Regions from separate parts of the Mus musculus genome. Here region 2 is linked to region 1. A link is a contact called in public Micro-C data. All regions are on one chromosome and are shown on one strand. Each heading gives the region's core, a stretch centred on a gene start, on an enhancer-like site or on the middle of the called end of the contact. The rest is flanking DNA. Distances are from core to core; before and after follow the strand shown. Region 1 has its middle 130 kb from the start of Gm32240. Region 2 overlaps Fggy (FGGY carbohydrate kinase domain containing).

Region 1 (2,939 bases), core at 64-2,563:
ATGGACATCACAGCATTATTAGGATATTACAGAATGAAACCATTCTTAAAGCGAAATTGTACACTTTGCTTTGCTGACATCAAGCCACAAAATCTTGTAATTACTTCTGATGAAAACTGGCATTGGGTATAGTTAGCATAGTGATAGTTGGCATCCCCGAGACTTCCTCATTTGGGCATTTCAATATTGTTTGTCATTATGAAAGTCCTGAAGAAACTATGAAAGGTGGCTCTGCAAAAAGGCACAGAGTCTGCCCAAGCTTTCCCCTTCCTTCCTTCCTTCCTTCCTTCCTTCCTTCCTTCCTTCCTTCCTTCCTTCCTTCCTTCCTTCCTTTTTTTCTTTCCTTCCTGTAAGTGTGTGTGGGTATGTATGTATGTGTGTTTGTATTGGCATCTCTGAGTGTTTTCATAAAGCTAGTTATACTATAAATGCATCAAGTCTTGTTTCACTTGTATTAGATGTTTATACGAGGAATCTCAAAAAGAAGTACGCAGCAGGAGGGTTCATCGGTGCAGCTGAGGTTCTGTGTGGTGAGCACATCCCAGGGCCTTTACTCTGGATCCCTGAGCTTCAGTGAAGTAGATGCAGTGTTCATTTGGAAAGCAAGCTTTCATGTGGTAATTTTGTGTTTATCTCATTTAAGTTTTTCCCAAAGCACCAACCAGTGGTCAGTAGAGTTTATCATGTTTCCTTCTAAGAGAAAGTACTACAGTTTACTGTGGAGATCAAAATTAAGACAATATTGGCTCTCCAATTGGAGGTACATAATCAAATGTTTGAATAATTGTAAGTTAAAACATTATTGGCCCAGTAAATTTCTTGATTAATCTTTTCTAATTTCCCATTTGAATGTTTCTTATTAAAATTCTTTTATATAGATATTTTATTCTTAAAGATGTTATAGTCTGTATATTTAATAGTAAGGGGGAAATGCAATGAAAATTCGTCTTCTTTCACTATACATACAGAAACTTAATTTTTTTTCATTTTAAAGGAAGTCTTTCTTGGTACTCAATTTCTCATTTTCAATGTAAGTGATTCTAGTTGAAAAGCTGTATTACTTTTGGTTACTGTTAATACCATGCTGGAGGGATTAAGCCAATGCTAATACAGTTTGCAATTAAAAAAATATATATATATCCTCTGAAGTCATACAATCATTTCAAGTGCGCTCTAAAAGGGGAAGTTTGAAAGATTTAAGAGAATTGCGTTTTTATTAGGTTTTGCAATCTTTGCTCCATGAATTCCCCTTGTCATATTCTTCAAGAAAGGCTCTGATGAAATGATAAGGTTCATTTGCATCACTTGGTGCAGTTTCCAGAGAATCTGGATTTTATCTGCTTTGTGTTGAGGATGACATACCCGAGCTTTTCTGCAGTGGGACCCAGACTCACCCTTTGTCCTACTTAACTTTTGAGGCTTTCAATAAAATTTGGCCACCCAAAGAGGTGGGAACTTTGAAACCAATGGGTATCTTTGTCATTTCTTGTCTGGATTTCAGTTCTGCTAGAAGTAGGTATGGGGTTGCAACAGGCTGCTACTTCAGCTGAAATATCTGGACAAAATAAACTTTACCCTTGATCAAGAGAGTGCTCTCAGGAAGAGCACTTGGCTTTTATTCTAACTCAGGTGATGGCTATGTCTTTTCCCCACTGGCTGAAAATAATTGGCACACAGGAAATGGAAGAAAGGGCAAGGGGTAACTCTTCCTAGGAGGAAAGGGTTACTGCTCCTAGTAGCAAATTCCTAGACTAGAGCAGTGGGCCTCTGTGTAACCAAAACGTTTTACTGGGTGGGGAGGATTAAAACATTTGTATAAAAGTCTTACAAAGTAGGAGAGAGAAAATGATTTTAATTTCTTGTCCTAAACACAAGTTTTATAGTATTTGCTAGAAAGGACTCATATTTGATATTCTTACAGTTCCTATCTATTAGTTGGAGGTAGGAAACAAATTGTTGCAAGTCATTGCCAATCTGAGCTATCATCATGGGAAATCACCTTCGCTAGGACCCTGGATTGCACTAGAGAGTTGATGTGAGCATTGTGGACTTCCTTGAGAACTCTTCTGGGATTTTGGTCAGCATGGTATAATAACAAAGAGGATAAGATCTAGTTCATCAGCTGTGATGGCTAGTCTTCACTGTCAACTTGACTGGACACAAAGAGATTAACTGGGGAGGGCAGACTCACCCTGAATATGGACGGCTCTGTCCTATGGATTAGGGTCCTAGAGTGACTAAAAAGGAAAAAGGGAGAAAATGAGCCAACCAGCATCTGGTTCTTTCTTCTTCCCGAGTAAAGAGCTGTAAGGTAACCAGTTGCCTCCTGTTCCTTGCTATGATTTCTCCACCAGGACTGACTCTGTCCCTTTAAACCAGCATCTAAAACAAGCTGTTCTTCTTTATATTGCTTCTGACAGGTATTTTGCCAGAGCACTGGCAAAAGAAGCTATAACATATGTTAACCATGGAGTCTTGAACCACGAACCTTGCTTTATGTAGTAATCTCATTTCCTTTCCCTTATCACATAGGCCTTTCAACTTCTGCCTCAGGGCGCCAACTAAACTGGTTTATTGGGTGATGTGATTTCCTTCTGTCCGACAAAAAGTAAATTCATTTTGCTTGTTTTGTTTTGTTTTTTTCCAAATCTGGTGGTAGTCATATTTTTATTTGATAATACATGTCTTGGAGCATAGAGAACCTTACCTGACTTACACACACACACACACACACACACACACACACACACACACACACACACTTATACAATGCAAGTGTCACATGTGTGAAGCCCTGAGTGTGATCCTCAGCACTACAGACAAATGCAGTAGCAGTAGGACCAAGAGAGCAGCATTAGAATGCTCTTGAATGCTTCTGTTTTCTGGTCTGACTGCATCAAGACAAGAACAGTTTACTCTGATCACACACCCAGCATCCA
Region 2 (2,848 bases), core at 303-2,802, 510 kb after region 1:
AGCAATGAAGTTGTCTCATCGTTCTAAACACAGTGACCAAGGAAAGCTAGGGTTGCATTTGTACTGTGGTGAAGAGCCAGTTACATGGACATCTGGAAGAGCTCTGAAACCAACTCAAGAAATCACAAGGAAAGTAGGTTCATGTGGTGGCTAGGAAAAAGAGAAGCCAGATGGTAAGGGTCTTACCAGACTATCTAAGGATTATGGCTTGTACTGGAGATGAGTCAGAGAACCAGCCCTTCCATGGCCTGTATCCATCAGCCCATCTGAGACTGGATTAGCAGGGAACAGCCTTTCATTTCAGCCTTTACTGGGCCCAGCAAAACATGTGATAAAGTTAGAGGTAAACCAGGAACCTGGGTGCCAAAGCCTTACAAGTTGATAGGTATGGTATTGGCCACCTTGAGGCTTGTGGCTGGTACACTGGCCATCACAAGGCAGAGAAATCTCCCAAAACCCAAATCCCAAGGACTGGGGACTTCGGGGAGGTATAAAGTACTGCTGCTTTGACATCAGCGGGTTTGCCTCCAGAGGTGTTTGCTGGCTCCTCACAGCCCTGGTTCTACTGTTAACCAAGGTATGACTTTGTCCTGTGCAGGCATGCCTGTGGTCCTGTCACAAGAGGTGGAGTCTGTCCTCGTGGGAGCTGCTATTCTGGGTGCCTGTGCCTCAGGGGACTTCACTTCTGTGCAGGTATGTTAGGATCCATGGGTGGCTGTGGTCCCTGCCCTGTCTGAGGCTGTCTGTCCTCTTGACAGCAGCTCACAGCTTGCAAAACACATACAGGATATAATTAGGGAATGATAGGTTGCAGCCAGAGAATCACAGGCACTCGCCGCCTCTGACGTAGTCACTGTGGCCTCCCTTTGGTTTCACCTCTGTTCATGTGAATTGTTCTGCTTCTCTCTCTTTATAGGAGCTCCTACATTATTTAGCTTCAGTTTCTGCTTGGCCATTTTCCTTTGATCAAGTGAAAGAGTTGATGCTCAAAATATTGGTTTTCCACATGGGCTTCAGTGTTTTATTTGTTTATTTCATCTGCATCACTTTCCAAATACCTTTGAAGCCTGGGCCAACAAGAAACACAAAAGAAAGTGTTGGTGAGGGGAAAAAAAAAAAGAATTAAAAATAAAAAGAAGGAACAAAGTTTAGGAAGCCGGAAACAATTTGGTGGTGGTGATTTGAGTACACGATTTTGCTCTGAGCTTCCTGGCAGCCAAGACAAAAAAAAAAAAAAAAAAAAAAAAAAAAGCATGATAAATTGCATAATTCTTATTTTCAAAAAGAGGAAGCATCCTAGTTTCTGGTAAGAGACAAGCTTTTCCTGATGTGAAATAACAAAAGATGTTGTACATGCTAGAGGTTGTTAAAGGCTCCCAGCATTAAAATGATAACAACAACAAAAATCCTTTTAAAAAATGAGTATAAGGTAGACTATGATGACAGTCAGGCTCTGCAGTTAGACCTTTTGGTCTCAAATGCTGGCCTCCCTACACGCAAACTCTGAGGACTCAACCATCTCCTCTGCACTTGTACTTCCCTAACTCTAACAGTGGCCAGTAGCTGGCTTGTAAATTCTCCTATGGCTCGGTTGAGCGTATATAGTCCCCACCACAGCTCTCGTATCCCCATTTTAGAAATGGGGAAGTTAGGCAATCTTCCTCTCCTCTTGTATCTTTTCTCTTTCTTTTCTTTTCTTTTCTTTTCTTTTCTTTTCTTTTCTTTTCTTTTTTCTTTTCTTTTCTTTTCTTTTTTTTTTTTTTTTTTTTTTTTTTTTTGTGAGATCTGATGCTTGGAGCTTTGGTAGTCCTCTTGGGCTGATGAGGTTTGTAGAGCAGATATTAGACACTGTAGAACACATCCTTGGTTGCTGAGCCAATCCTGGAAGCAGAGTACTAGCTCTTGGCCAAGCTCATGAAACAGCCAGTATAGAGCTGGAAGAAAGTCAGACCCCCAGCTACCAGCTGAGAACCAGGCACTTCAACCACTTGCCCGCATGCCCCAGTGTTAAGTGACAAACCAGGTGTTCTAACAGTACCCCAATAATTAGAATTCAATTTGCTGTGACTGCCTAGTGTGGCAGACCCTGTGCTAAGTTCTTTAGTATAGCTCTCCTAATGCATATAATACCCTTTCATGGCCTGTAAGAGAGACCCAGAAAACTTACAAACACAGACCATTAGAAACTTCCAGTGGCAGAAGCCCATTTCCAGTTTAAGAATGGAGCTGGGCATGTGGCTTGGTGCTTAAAGCACTTCACAGCTCTTCCAGAGGACCTGCATCCAATTTCCAGTACATTAGGTGGTTCATCTGTGGAGTTATCATCTGTAACTCCGGTACCAGGGAGTCTACTGCCCTCTCTGGCTTCTGGGAGTACCTGAACAGGGGTGGTGCCTATGCATAAACCTATGCATTCAATCTATACACAAAACAAAAACTAATCAATTACTCAATACGAAATAATATGTGCAACTAATTGTCATTGGATGGGCTGACTGTAGTGATGAATTGTCTCTAAAAGGTCCAGTCTGGAGGCAGTGGCATTAGTGTGATTGCATCTGGAGCTGCTTTGGAAATATAAATACATGCACTTGGCATTCTTCTTATTTCCTCCAAAAAGAAGCAAATGGAGCTCACCAAGCCTGAGACTAGCTTAGACTCCACAAGATGATCCTGTCTGTGATTCATACTTTTCAGCCTAAACTTCAACACAGACTTTTCTTAGAACTTCCAAGATTCTAGCTTGGTCCTCACAGGGCCTAAGAAAGATGAGTGCTTCCTGCCAGATACCCAGTTCCCTCAGCTGTCATGGTTGATGGATCTTACCTAGATAGGCTGACTCCGAAAA

What was found. A called contact is a pair of places that touch in the nucleus more often than the background predicts.
Region 2: a Micro-C map of macrophages shows a contact between it and region 1, with 2.8 times the contacts expected there. The contact joins two enhancer-like sites. A contact is called at or near these places in 1 of 15 datasets of contacts at CTCF or cohesin (the NIH/3T3 cell line), 3 of 484 Hi-C or Micro-C datasets (the HPC-7 cell line, embryonic somatosensory cortex and macrophages), 5 of 115 datasets of contacts at active chromatin or transcription factors (DN3 thymocytes, embryonic stem cells, large pre-B cells and 2 more) and 2 of 9 other capture datasets (embryonic stem cells and liver).

Annotation. Positions count from the first base shown.
Region 1 is chr4:95,339,863-95,342,801 of GRCm38.p6, forward strand. No RefSeq gene overlaps it. Among named protein-coding and RNA genes, the nearest start is that of Gm32240, 130 kb to the left of the region's middle. Within about 2 kb of position 1,314, at least 10 of the 459 cell types and tissues checked have an H3K27ac peak or open chromatin away from gene starts, as enhancers often do. A contact at or near this core is called in macrophages, where this site is marked.
Region 2 is chr4:95,848,984-95,851,831 of GRCm38.p6, forward strand. It overlaps Fggy (FGGY carbohydrate kinase domain containing), which reads left to right. Exons shown (of 16, transcript NM_001113412.1): 14 at 599-693. Among named protein-coding and RNA genes, the nearest start is that of Hook1, 120 kb to the right of the region's middle. Within about 2 kb of position 1,553, at least 89 of the 459 cell types and tissues checked have an H3K27ac peak or open chromatin away from gene starts, as enhancers often do. A contact at or near this core is called in macrophages, where this site is marked.